Regions from separate parts of the Mus musculus genome. Here all the other regions are linked to region 1. The links are chromatin contacts, called in public HiChIP or PLAC-seq maps. All regions are on one chromosome and are shown on one strand. Each heading gives the region's core, a stretch centred on a gene start, on an enhancer-like site or on the middle of the called end of the contact. The rest is flanking DNA. Distances are from core to core; before and after follow the strand shown. Region 1 holds the start of Ust (uronyl-2-sulfotransferase). Region 2 overlaps Ust (uronyl-2-sulfotransferase). Region 3 overlaps Ust (uronyl-2-sulfotransferase). Region 4 overlaps Ust (uronyl-2-sulfotransferase).

Region 1 (2,968 bases), core at 206-2,705:
GAGCCAGCATCATCCCTGGGACCTGAGCGAGTGCTGGCCAAGCCTTGGCACTCAGAATCATGGATGAGAGAGCAGCGAGGTCATACCTCACTGAAATCTGTTTTCTTGGGTTCCAACCTCTTCCTTTTTCAGCCACGAACCAAAAAGAAAAAAAAAAAAGTTGACTTAAGACACATACGGGGCGGAATTTCGAAGGCGGCACAGTTGACTGGCACCTAGAAACAGCCCCAATTTCTCCCGCACTCTCGCTGCAGTCCGCGGGGTGCGCAGGTGCTGCCAAGGAACAAACCAACCTAGGGAAAGACTGGAATCACCTGGGCCAACTCACAAACGGGGGACCCAGTGGATAGAATATCTAAAAGTGACTGGAAAGCGGGGTTAAACCAGCCCACACAACTCAGAAGGGAAAAGCCAGACGGGACAGGATTGTAAGTTGTTAACCACATCCTAGAGAGGACTGTGCACGCACCGCCAGGCCAGCATACACACAAATATTCACAAACATGCACATGTCTATTCTGCCCCAGTTGGAGTGGCGATTCGGGGACAGGTACGTGGTGTCCGGGCTTGGGACACCTGCCCGGAGTCCCCCGTCGCTGCGGGCAGCCCAGAGTACTGTAGGAAGCAGGCGCTCCCAGCTGCCTCACTGAGGGATGCTCAGTGGCATCCCACCTGGGGAGCCTCGGGGACCGTGGTGGCCGTGACAGCTTTAGATGTTCCCCGCTTATCACCCTTTCCCCGAGTGCCCAACTTTGCGGGGCTGGCGCAGCCCTTCCCTACCCAAATACTGCCGCAGGTCGAGCAGGAAGCGAGGGGGTCCCCCGCTGAGCTGGTAGAAGAGGGAGCCCAGGCAGAAGACCAGCAGGGTAGCCATGCAGAAACCGTAGTCCCGGAGGGAGAAGCGCAGGAAAGGCAGCAGCGGGATCCGGCGCTTGCAGCTGCCCAGGCACGGAGGGGCGCCCCCCACAGGGGCCCCATGGGGCCAGGGATCCGTGCCGCCGCCGGGATGCTGCTGCTGCTTCTTCTTCATCGCCGGCTCCGCCGCCTCGAACAGCCCGCCCCGGCCAGGAAGAGGTCACCCATCCGCCGCCAGCCGGAGCGCCTAGCCGGCTGTCTGCACATGGAGAGGGACGCGCTGAGGGCAGCCGGGTGGGGGCGGGGAGGGGCCGAAGTTGCCGGGCTCAGGGTACTCTGCTCGTCTTGGTCCCCACCGCTCGCTGCGGCCCCAAAGGGCCCAAAATGTCCCGGGCCCCGCCGTGGGGGTGGCGATCGCAACCCACGCCTGGTCGCGCGTCCTGCTAGCAGCCCCGCGTCCCGTAGCAGCCCTGCGCCCCAAGTCCCGCCGCGCCCCGGGCTCGCTCCCGGCTCGCCTCCAGCGCCAGCGTGGACCCCCCGGGCTTTGTGTGGGTCGCGGGCGGTGTGTTTGGTCCCAGTTCAGGCTCGGCTAGCTCAAGGCAGGGAGGATCGGGAGGCGGACACCACCCTCTCGCTCCACCTCCTTGACAGGGGCTTCCCTCCCTCCTCGCCTCTCCTCCCCTCCCCTTTCTCTCTGGCGCGAGACGGCCCGCTCTCCTCCCTCCCCGGCCCTCCCTTCCCTCTCCAACCCTGGGCTCGACGCTGGACTCGGTGTCACATTACGGCTTCTGCTGGGGCGGGCAGGGAGGGAGGAGGGGGCCGAGGATCAGCAACAAGGAAGAAAGTTTTTGGGTGCGTGGATTTTTTTTTTTTCCTCCTCCATTCTCTACAATCTGGTCTCGGTTCCTGCGCTACCAGCGACCTCTTGGGGCCCGCTGACTTCCCTCTCGTAAACAGTCGCCTTGGAGGATTTGACTACGTTTGTCTTTTCATTTGGGGAACTTGATTCTCTTTCTATATCCCAAGCGACCCACCTACCAAAAGCCGATATAAAATGTGCTGGGATATGGGTTCAAGACCTAGCCGGGACGGTAAAAGGCAAGAGGTGGGTGGTTTCGGCAGAGCCAGGCATAGCTCACGCCCTTGGCTCAGAATCAGAGGGCGCTTTTTTCTTGCCCTCCCTCGTCTTACAAGCACTCCACTGAAAACAAGGGTACTCCACTGACTGGAGGAAGACCTTACAGCAGATATAAAAGGAGAAGGCTCTGTGCCTTCACAGACCTGTTTCACCATCTCTCTTCCCACCGCTGGGAAGTTTCTAGAACTGAAAGAGCCCACGGAGCTTCCCAGAGACCTATCCGAGAACAGGGCTGCTCTATCAAACACACTTAATCGTTTTTGTTTTTACAAATCACCAGATACACAAGTGATATGGCCTAAGAGTTACATTGTGATTCCAGTGTCCTAGATTGTTTTTCTGTTGCTGTGATAAACATCATGACCCAAAATAACATGGAGGAAAAAAAGAATTTGTTTGGCTTACCAGTTACAGTCCATTGTGGAGGGAAGGTGAGGCAGGAGGAACCTAGAGACAGGAACTGGAGCAGAAACTGGAGAAATGTGCTTACGCGGGTTCTAGGTTCACCTTCCGCCGTCTTTCTTGTACTGTCCAGGGCCACCTGCTTAGGAACGGCTCTCTGCCTGCTGTGGCCTGGCCCCCCTACATCAATTAGCAATCAAGAAAATGCTCCCCAGACAGGAGCAAAAAAACAATCTGTTGGAGACAGTTCTCCAATAATGTTTTTCTTTTCCAAGCTGAGTTAAGTTGGAAACAGAAGTGACATTTAGTGACATAAGCAGGTAGGTAGGACTGTGAACAAGACAGATATATTAACCACTGCAGCATGACACTGGGCAGATTTCTTCATGGTTTCCCTGGGATTAGAAAACAGCATTTAGCTCAGGCCACACAATTCCGATGCCTCTCAACTCTGATCCCCAAATCATTCTAAATAGTCCAGTAATCAGGAGATGTGGGGCAGTTAAGAGCCTCATAGCTCCACGACTGTTCTCCTGAAAACTTTTAAAACATTATCCATCCAGAGATTATTCC
Region 2 (2,968 bases), core at 316-2,815, 240 kb before region 1:
GGGAACATGGCAGCATTCAGGCAGGCATGGTACAAGAGGAGCTGAGAGTTCTACATCTTTATCTAAAGACTGCTAGCAGAATAGTGACTTCCAGGCAGCTAGGATGAGGGTATTAAAGCCCACTTCCACAGTGGCACACCTCCAACAAGGCTATACCTATTCCAAAAAGGCCACACTTCCAAACAGTGCCACTCCCTGGGCCAAGCATATACAAACCACCACATTGGGCTAATGCAGGAAACCTGCTGCTGCTTGCCCTCTGCTGTCTACCAGGTGAGGAGGACACAGTGATGATCTCTTCCAGAGGAACCATTATGGAAGCAAAGAACAGTTCGCCCCAAATGTGCCTATGCCTTGACCTTGGACATCTAGTCTTCAGATCTGATAAAATAAATGGCCGCAAATTATCCACTCTTGAGTTTTTTTTTTTTTTAATTATTAACATGAGTAGACTAGTTGCCACTATAAATAGACTATAGGTAACTAAGATGCCCGAACTAGAACCATTTATGCAAATTATACAAAAGAGAATTTGAGAAGGGTTGTGCTAACAGGATGATATAGTTTTCTGTGACTCAAATACTCATTTAGCCACCTACTCTACAAATGGTCTTTGAACATTTATACCATGTGTCAGATCATATTTTCAGATGCTGAAGAAATTCAAGACAGAGACAGACAGACAGACAGATATGCCCTTTCCAAAGGCAGCAGCACACCCTAAAATTTTCCTAAGTTCTAAACTCTGGGAAGGTAATGTGAGGCTGCACACTAGGCAGTGAAGATGGTGCCTGCCTTCAAAGCTGACAGTCAGGCTGGGGAAGGACCAATAGAATAATCAGAGTCTCCTAGGATGGGAAGAAGCAGGTTAGCATGGCAGTTGAGAACATGGCTTCTGAAATCTGGCTGCCAGTGCTTGGTTTGCCTCCTAGTGTCATTACCAAGTGGATGCTACTCAACTGCAGGTGGGTAACCTATTTGAGCATCAGGCTCGTGTGTGTGTGTGTGTGTGTGTGTGTGTGTGTTAGACAAGCTCACTTGTGGGCTTGTATGGAGACCAGAGGTTGACATGGGAATGTCTTCAGTTGCTCTCCACCTTATTTTTTTGAGACAAGATCTCTCCAGAGCTCACTATTTCAGCAAGGCTGGCTGGCAACCAAGCCTGTGGAATCTGCCTGTCTCTATCTCCAGCATGGGGGTTACAGATGTGTGCAGTCACACTGGCTTTTAACTTGGGCACTAGAGCATCAGGTCCTGCTTATGCTTGTCTAGTAGGCACTTAACCCACTGAGTCATCTTCCCTGTCCCAGGCTTCTCATCTGGGGTAAGATCATAACACTTTTTTCTGGGGCTGCTGAGAAGATCAAATTAGCCACACAGGTGCTCAATACAACCTTCGATGTAGTCTAGACTCAAAACAGGCCAGAGGAGAGAGCCAAGGACCCCGGGATGCTGGGACTGAGAGAGCCTATGCAGAGGCTGGAAAGCACATGGCTAGAGAAAGGGACGAGGCAAAGGCACAAGAATTAAGAGATAAGTAAGGCTCCTCTCAAAGGAGGAAGTGAGAAGTAGGGCCTGATTAGTACTTGCCCAGGCTAGCAGGACAAGTCTAGATTACTACTAAGAGCCTAGTGGCTAGAGAGGCACCAGCCAAACAAGGAGAGGAAAACCAATTGCCAGTTTGAAGGGAAATTAAGGTTTGACTGGGTAGATGAAGAACTTCTTTTAAAAACCGGGATAGTTACAGCTGCGTGTTACATAGGTATTATTCAGAAGTTTTAAATATCATAGGCATTTTGTTATACAAAACCAAGACAAAGCAATTTGAATAAAACTCCAGAAAATCCTTACAGGATACAGGGCATACATGGAGAAGAGGGTTTGAGGTATCTATGGAAGTACAGATGTCATACTGTGACCACAGAGAGTATCATCTAAATAAGAAAAGGATCACTCAGCTTCAACACCTGGAGTTTTAACATAAAGGTAAAAACATGAGCTAATTAATGCTATTAATCATCTAAATTTAACCAGCACAGTGGGGAAATGGCAGGCTGAGGGGTCAGAGGCATGTTACCTCAAAGGAAGTCAAATGAGAGGTTTCAGCCACTTAGGCCAACTTAGCAGTGTCCACTGTAGACCACTCAGGGTTGGGGAGAAGCACGGGCAGTAGAGGTCACTGGACTCTCCAAACTCTCCCTTGGGCTTCTCAAGTCCCAAACTGCGGAGAAATCACACCAACTAGGCGCCAACTTCCCTCTGGGGAATCTCAACTCATCTGCTTCCACATCCCTGGTTAAATGGACTCATGGAGCATGCCTCATGTGCAGGGTCCAACAAGGGGTCCTCGCCTTTCCTGGGGCAGATATGTTTAGGGTTATTTCAGAGACCTTTCCAGCCTTTTGTTGCTGTTCTCAGGAAGAGATCAGACAGGCACAGTGGAACACATACCTGAAATATGAGAACCTGGGAGGCTGAGGCAGGGGGAAAGTGTGAGCCTAGCCTGGGATACACAGCAACCCCCACCCCAAACACAAAGACACAGCAATTAAATCAAAGAATGCTTAATAACGGAAGAGATGTGGGGGCCCCAGCACCAGAAAGAGGCTGAATCTATCCAAGATCACAGAGACAGACAGTTCATATTATCATCTCGATTGTAATTGAAATCAAAGTGAAGGTGGACCAAGGTCAGCCTGCAGTTGTTTTTCATCTTTCCTTTGAATTGTAAAATTGTGAGTGATGAATCTATTCTGCATTTATTATTGTAGTTTATTAAATGTGGTTGGGAGGCACAGACTGCCAGAAAAATCCCACCCATGGGAAGAAGGCAGCAACCCTGGGACCTCAAGGGAGCACAGTAGGGCTCAACTCACTTTGTCCACATAGGCAATAGAGAAGGCAGGCACCCTAGAGCTAGCTGGGGATCATAAAAAGGATAGCTATGTTATAAGCCAGAGAAGTGTGT
Region 3 (2,968 bases), core at 123-2,622, 220 kb before region 1:
GGCTTCTCAGCATTTTAGTATCAAGACTGAGTGAGATCTTTGAAATGTCATTTTAATGAAATAGATGAGTTCTTTTTAAAAGTACATAAACCCATTTTAAGAGTCAGTACGAATAACAAAGATAATTAGAAAATATTATTCCTCTAGAAAGTGATATACATCATGTCACCAGTCAAAAATATACTAGTAGCCATACTCCAAATAGTAATTTAAAGATAAAGATTAGAGCACTTGTCACCATAAACTAAAAACAATAACAATAATAGCAGTAACAATGAACATTGACGCTTTAGGTACATGAAGGAATATTGAAAGACTTGAAAATGTTTAAGAATTCTTACCCTGAGATATCTTGGGGAATTACCAAATCTAAACATGAAACTGGTGCACATCCCATAGACACATAGCTGGAAACTCATTTGATGTGATGCTTTCAGTAGCCATACAATGTTGACTAAGAAGTCATGTCAGGTTGGGGTGTAGTATGTGGATGCTCGGAGTGTCTGATCTGAGGGCATTTCAGATTGTCATGTAAGGATGCTCAGCCTGTACTGGTGGGGATTGTACAGCTCTGTGTCTGATCTGGGCCCACCTACCACCCTAATACACACAACTGAGAGGCTTACATTTTCCTCTGTGTCTCTTATCACAATCTTAGGACATGAAATCGACACCAAGGGGTCCTCCAAAGAATGGTTTCAGCATCAAACATACTGTGTTTTTTTATGAATCAGAAAAGGTTTAGCTATTGTGATGGCTCTGTCACTAACTTCTCTTGCTGACAAGACTGGTGATGAAGACAAGTGCTAGTAGACACATTGACACCTCTCCACTTCCTGTCCTGCCCATCCATGCCCAACAACACAAGATGGCCTGAGAAGCCCAGCAGGCTCTCACACACAGAGGGCATGATTTCTGCCTCTTAAGCAGGGGGCTCACTGCTCCTTTGTAAGTGTTTTTCACTATGTCACTAAGAGATGAGAAACGTGACCTTTATTCTGGTGTAGGATGGGCTTGGGCAGGTATTGGAGGAATGGAATACAGCTCTACCTTCTATTTTTGTGAGTAATTCCTGGCTTTATAAAACAACCTTTACCGAGATTCAGAAAAGCAAGCAAAGTTCAGCATTTTACAGATAGTCATTGGCAGCATGGGAGGAATGTAGGATTTGAAGTTAAGAGGGCTGGCAGGAAGACAAGCAGCTAGCTAGCAATTAGACCAGATATCGTGAGGTGTACCCTCCGGGGAACAGGACTCTGGCAATCCTATGTCCTTTTGGAATCTGAAGGCCCTCAAGTGAAAATCCACTCCCTCAAGAGGTTGCCATGGGAACTAAGTAGGCTGAGGAAAGAGAACAAACTTTGCAACCCTCTGAGAGAGATCTCTAACCACAGCTGTTTTTAACAATAGGAGTGGCAGGTGGGTGGGTTAGGACTCCCAAGGAATGTCAATAAAGACAAACTGGACAAAGCAAATCTGGAATCAGGTCTGGGTCACCTGAGACAAATTCTCACTCACAAAGGCTTCCCCTGTGTAAGCTCCCAACCTGGATTTATCTAGCTGTACTGGCTGGTTTTGTGTCAACGTGACACAGCTGGAGTTATCACAGAGAAAGGAGCTTCAGTTGAGGAAAAGCCTCCATGAGATCCAACTGTAAGGCATTTTCTCAATTATTGATCAAGTGGGGAGGTCCCCTTGTGGGTGGGACCATCTCTGGGCTGGTAGTCTTGGTTCTGTAAGAGAGCAGGCTGAGCAAGCCAGGGGAAGCAAGCCAGTAAGTAACATCCCTCCAAGGCCTCTGCATCAGCTCCTGCTTCCTGACCTGCTTGAGTTCCAGTCCTGACTTCCTTGGTGATGAACAGCAGTATGGAAGTGTAAGCCGAATAAACCCTTTCCTCCCCAACTTGCTTCTTGGTCATGATGTTTGTGCAGGCATAGAAACCCTGACTAAGACACACGCTAAGGCATCAGAGAGCCACCACAGACACGCAACAGAGCTTACCAGGTAGCGCTCCTCCTGCCTCATGCTGGGGGTGCGGATCATGTGATTCTGTTCCCCTCTCCAATCTCCAAAGCGACGGAAGAAATAGTTAGACAGAAATCTACTGACGGGGTCTCTGATGATGTTGATGTAGACAGGCTGGTCTCCTCCAAACCTAACACAGGACACAAACAGGGAGATTGTTAGGACTCACCCCTGGAGCAAGAAAATCAGGCCTGCTGGAACAAATCTTCCCTCTAGGTTAACGTAATCCAGCTATTAACCTATCTGCTGCTAAGGTGCCTACTACTGCTTCAACAGGAAACTGTAAAGTAGGGCTTTTGTAACCATGCAGGAAACATACAGTTGCCCACCAGGACACTGTGAGACCAGTTTTTTTTTTTTTTTTTTTGTCTTGATATATGTGTGTGTGTGTTTTCAGTAGACATGGCTTTATTGAGGACAGGGCATAGTATTCTTGACTTTGTATCCCAGTGGCTGATGCAGAACCCACTGTCATACAGGTGGCTCTCAGTGACTGTTTCAATCAACTGCTTGATTCTGACTGTGTAGTGGTGACCAAGTACTTATCTACTGCAATTTACACCATCGCAGCACGGTGCTTTAAGATGAATGGACTGAAAAGAGCCTTTAATCAACATGTTCTTAAAGCTTTACACTGCAAACTCCAATACTCCATGGACTAGAACCAGAATTCTCCCCATCTATAACTGGGGAAGCTGAGGCAGAAAGAGGATAACTAAGCTGTAGCTATGCCACAAGATAGACACAGGTCATCTGGATCCAGAATCTTCACTTTTAACCACAGGAGGAAAATTCCAGAGTTCAGAAATGTAATGATGCAAAGATAGAAGAAAGAGATGCAAATCACAAGGTAATTGCCCTCGAGTGATGGACTTACTCCCCAACACTGAGGAGGCCGACTTACAGGTTTGAGGACATAGTGAGACTCCATCTAAAAACAAC
Region 4 (2,968 bases), core at 208-2,707, 150 kb before region 1:
AAAATACTTAGTAACAAGGGCACACTTTTGCTAGGAATAAAATCTACTTAACACAAATTTTCAGATTTGAAAATTAATCAGACTTGAGCTAAATACACAATATGTATGTATGCATGTATGTATGTATATATGTATGGATGTATGGATATGCACAATTCATTAATTAGTGGCATTAAGTAATGGAATTAGGTTAAGAAATGTGTTAGCTAGCACATTTCCACCCTAGGGCTCCTCAGACGGACAAATTGAAAAACCTTCCTGTTAGAGATTTCACACTCTTAACAGGTACTGGATCCAACCCAACGTTAAACTTAAGAAAAGGCTGGAGCCGGTAGGAAATTGGTCTGCTCTTTTTCTGCACATTAAGAAGTCCTTGAAATGAAGTGGCTCTCCTTTGTAATTCAATTGTTCCTTCAACCTTATGTCTTATTGATCTTTTTAGAGAAAAAAAAAAAGCACAAGTCAGCCCGTGCCCTCCTTGAATTACCACGGACTTGCAATGAGTCAGGTTCATCTAAAGGGTACTTTCCCTCTTACACAATGTGGCTTCTTTGAGACTATTTCCAAGAGCTGACACCTCCGTAAAGCATCTTGACAGCTTTCCCGAGAGAGATAAACAACAGAGTGACTTCCAAATTCCGACGTGCATTATGGGTTCTAATTTCAGTTTTTCGGAAAACACTGCTTTTGGTTCCTCTCTGGACATCACGACTCAAAAGTGCATTTAAATTATTGTCAATTCCACTGGCCAGAGAGAATGCAAATAATGAGCAGGCTAAGGTCAGAGAGAATGCAAACGAGCAGGCTAAGGCTACCAGGAAGGATGCCTTTCCTAGAATATACTGCAATGTGCACACTGAAAATGTTCTTTGCATGATTTTAGTGTGTGTGTTTGTGTGCGTGTGCGTGTGTACATATATATATATATTTGTGATTCTGCTTTAATTTCATCCTTGGTTACACAGCTACAATAATTTAAAGTACCAATAAAGGCCAAAGGTCAGATGCTGATTCTCAGTGGCTGATGGAAGGGTATTAAGATATAGCCCCTCCCCTTGGAAATTGGATGAAGACCCTCACAAAAGAGCCTTTCAGGAAGCATTTGGTCCTCTCACCCAATCAGATTCACCCATGCAAGGATACAGGTATCCCTGTCTCCTAAGAATGCAGGTCTCAATAGACCACATCTTGATTTTGGACCTCCCAGCCCTCAGAACCTCCAGAAAAAGACTTGACCTACCCAGTCTCTGAACCTTTCTTAAAGAAGCACAAAGCAGCCCCAGACAGCCCAGGAAAGCCAGACCCTGGTTTGGTATTGCAATTCTCCGGTGCTCTCTTTCTATTTGCAAACACACATCAATACAAGCCAAACTGCTTACTCACCCAGTGCCAACAAGCAACCCAACCTTCACTAGCTGTGAATAGATTACCCTAACCGTAGTGTGTGGCTCCTTTCTCTTAATCCTCTCAACAGCCATACCCTGTAGGGCCTTTTGTCTCTATTCAACATGGGAGGAAGCAGAGGAAAATAGATATTCAGAAATCAGGGCCAACTCCCACCGTTAGCAAAGAGACACAAATTTAATCTGAAGGTTCCTTAAACTCCAGCAGCAAAGTTCCCAATACTGCTGCAGCAATCTTCAGAGGGGGGGAAAAAAAAAGCCCTGCCTCATTGACCATCCTATACCTCAGCGGCCACTGAACAACCCCCATAATGGCTCTATGAAGTACATAGAAGATATTTATCATCTCGGTTTGTTTTTGGCTATACTGGTAGTATTATCCGTGATGCTTTTAAATGACACTACAGAATCATGTTCTAAATCAAAAGACCTGAACTTCTCAAAACCTCATACTGTGCCCACTGCTCTTATCACCACACAACCACTCCAGTGGCATATTCTTTTTAGCCAGAGGAAAGGGGCTATTGGGTTTTAAAGAGAGAAGCAACAAAAAAGAGATGAAGCGCAATATGAGGGAGAGTTTATGACTACGCAAGAAGCAATGACCTCTCTGGACATCCCTGGTTGTAATGTCCTTCAGCAATCTGTAATAGAGTCATGCAGGACAGAGCTTACATAAGTGCAGACTCACTTTGGGTACCTCTGATTGACAGGTGAAAAGATTCCTCCAGGTATATAATTACAACATATTTTCAAAGCCAAAACAGAAGCACAAAGCATGTTACAAACCCTTAAGGAATAATATGGATAGGCAATGTTTCACATACATTGGAATTGCATGCCATGGCTATTGCTATAGGAGATTAGCACAGGGTCTTAAGTGCCATTTGATTTGCGTGCTGGGGGGGGGGGAGCGTGCATGCATACACACATGAACATGCATACATGTGTGCACACCCATTCACACTTTATAGTTTTGCAAGCTGCAGTCAATAACAGGAGTTAAAAGCTACTTTCTCCAAAGGCCATCAATCCTGCAAGGACCAAAAACGCACATTAGTAGCCGGGAGTAGTACTCTCTATGGAAGTTCACTTTTTTGATGCAATTATTTTTATTTTTACTATCACTATCATTATTATTATTATTATTATTATTATTATTATTAATGTATCTGTGTGCAATCAAGCATACTGTGGCATGTGTGTGGAGGTCAGAGGATAACTGGTATGAGTCGGTTCTCTCCTTCCACTCTGGATTCTGGTATTTGAATTTGAGACTTCAAGCTTGCATAGCAAGGGCCTTTAGCCACTGAGCCATTCCGCTGGCCCAAAGCCTAGAGGACTTAAGTCTGTTTTTTACCTGAGCTCTTCTTGCTGCGCAATAGCCTCACAATGGTCATTTTTCTCACATGTCTCACACAGTGAATGCCAGAAGTAAATGGATCTTCGATTTCAGTCATTGAAGGAAAGAGATGGGCAGGTGGGGGTGGGGGTGGGGGTAGGTGTGCCCTGGGGCCAGTCCAGGTGACTTTGTCCTGCTTTCTCTGTAGCTCAAGGAGAGAAAG

The links. HiChIP or PLAC-seq counts read pairs in DNA pulled down with a chosen protein or histone mark.
Region 2: a contact with region 1 is called in an H3K4me3 HiChIP or PLAC-seq map of bone marrow-derived macrophages, with 5 times the contacts expected there. The contact joins the enhancer-like site here to the promoter of Ust in region 1. A contact is called at or near these places in 1 of 39 promoter capture datasets (hippocampal neurons), 1 of 484 Hi-C or Micro-C datasets (uterus), 13 of 115 datasets of contacts at active chromatin or transcription factors (the 230-238 cell line, bone marrow-derived macrophages, embryonic limb bud and 3 more) and 2 of 9 other capture datasets (adipose tissue and embryonic stem cells).
Region 3: a contact with region 1 is called in an H3K27ac HiChIP or PLAC-seq map of extraembryonic endoderm stem cells, with 4 times the contacts expected there. The contact joins the enhancer-like site here to the promoter of Ust in region 1. A contact is called at or near these places in 1 of 39 promoter capture datasets (hippocampal neurons), 1 of 484 Hi-C or Micro-C datasets (uterus), 17 of 115 datasets of contacts at active chromatin or transcription factors (bone marrow-derived macrophages, craniofacial prominence, differentiating embryonic stem cells and 10 more) and 4 of 9 other capture datasets (adipose tissue, embryonic stem cells, liver and 1 more).
Region 4: a contact with region 1 is called in an H3K4me3 HiChIP or PLAC-seq map of stem cell-derived neural progenitor cells, with 3 times the contacts expected there. The contact joins the enhancer-like site here to the promoter of Ust in region 1. A contact is called at or near these places in 2 of 39 promoter capture datasets (the C10 cell line and hippocampal neurons), 8 of 484 Hi-C or Micro-C datasets (bone marrow-derived macrophages, conventional dendritic cells, embryonic fibroblasts and 5 more), 20 of 115 datasets of contacts at active chromatin or transcription factors (CD8 T cells, the NIH/3T3 cell line, astrocytes and 13 more) and 3 of 9 other capture datasets (adipose tissue, bone marrow-derived macrophages and embryonic stem cells).

Annotation. Positions count from the first base shown.
Region 1 is chr10:8,517,370-8,520,337 of GRCm38.p6, forward strand. It overlaps Ust (uronyl-2-sulfotransferase), which reads right to left and starts at 1,456. Exons shown (of 8, transcript NM_177387.3): 1 at 781-1,456. The coding sequence starts at 1,030.
Region 2 is chr10:8,275,741-8,278,708 of GRCm38.p6, forward strand. The region is part of intron 5 of Ust (uronyl-2-sulfotransferase); the gene reads right to left. Among named protein-coding and RNA genes, the nearest start is that of 4930573G07Rik, 68 kb to the left of the region's middle. Within about 2 kb of position 1,566, at least 7 of the 459 cell types and tissues checked have an H3K27ac peak or open chromatin away from gene starts, as enhancers often do. A contact at or near this core is called in bone marrow-derived macrophages, where this site is marked.
Region 3 is chr10:8,296,054-8,299,021 of GRCm38.p6, forward strand. Ust (uronyl-2-sulfotransferase) reads right to left here. Exons shown (of 8, transcript NM_177387.3): 5 at 2,003-2,156. Among named protein-coding and RNA genes, the nearest start is that of 4930573G07Rik, 88 kb to the left of the region's middle. Within about 2 kb of position 1,373, at least 9 of the 459 cell types and tissues checked have an H3K27ac peak or open chromatin away from gene starts, as enhancers often do. A contact at or near this core is called in extraembryonic endoderm stem cells and neural progenitor cells, where this site is marked.
Region 4 is chr10:8,362,939-8,365,906 of GRCm38.p6, forward strand. All of the region lies in intron 2 of Ust (uronyl-2-sulfotransferase), which reads right to left. Among named protein-coding and RNA genes, the nearest start is that of Ust, 150 kb to the right of the region's middle. Within about 2 kb of position 1,458, at least 27 of the 459 cell types and tissues checked have an H3K27ac peak or open chromatin away from gene starts, as enhancers often do. A contact at or near this core is called in adipose tissue, bone marrow-derived dendritic cells, embryonic stem cells and 2 more, where this site is marked.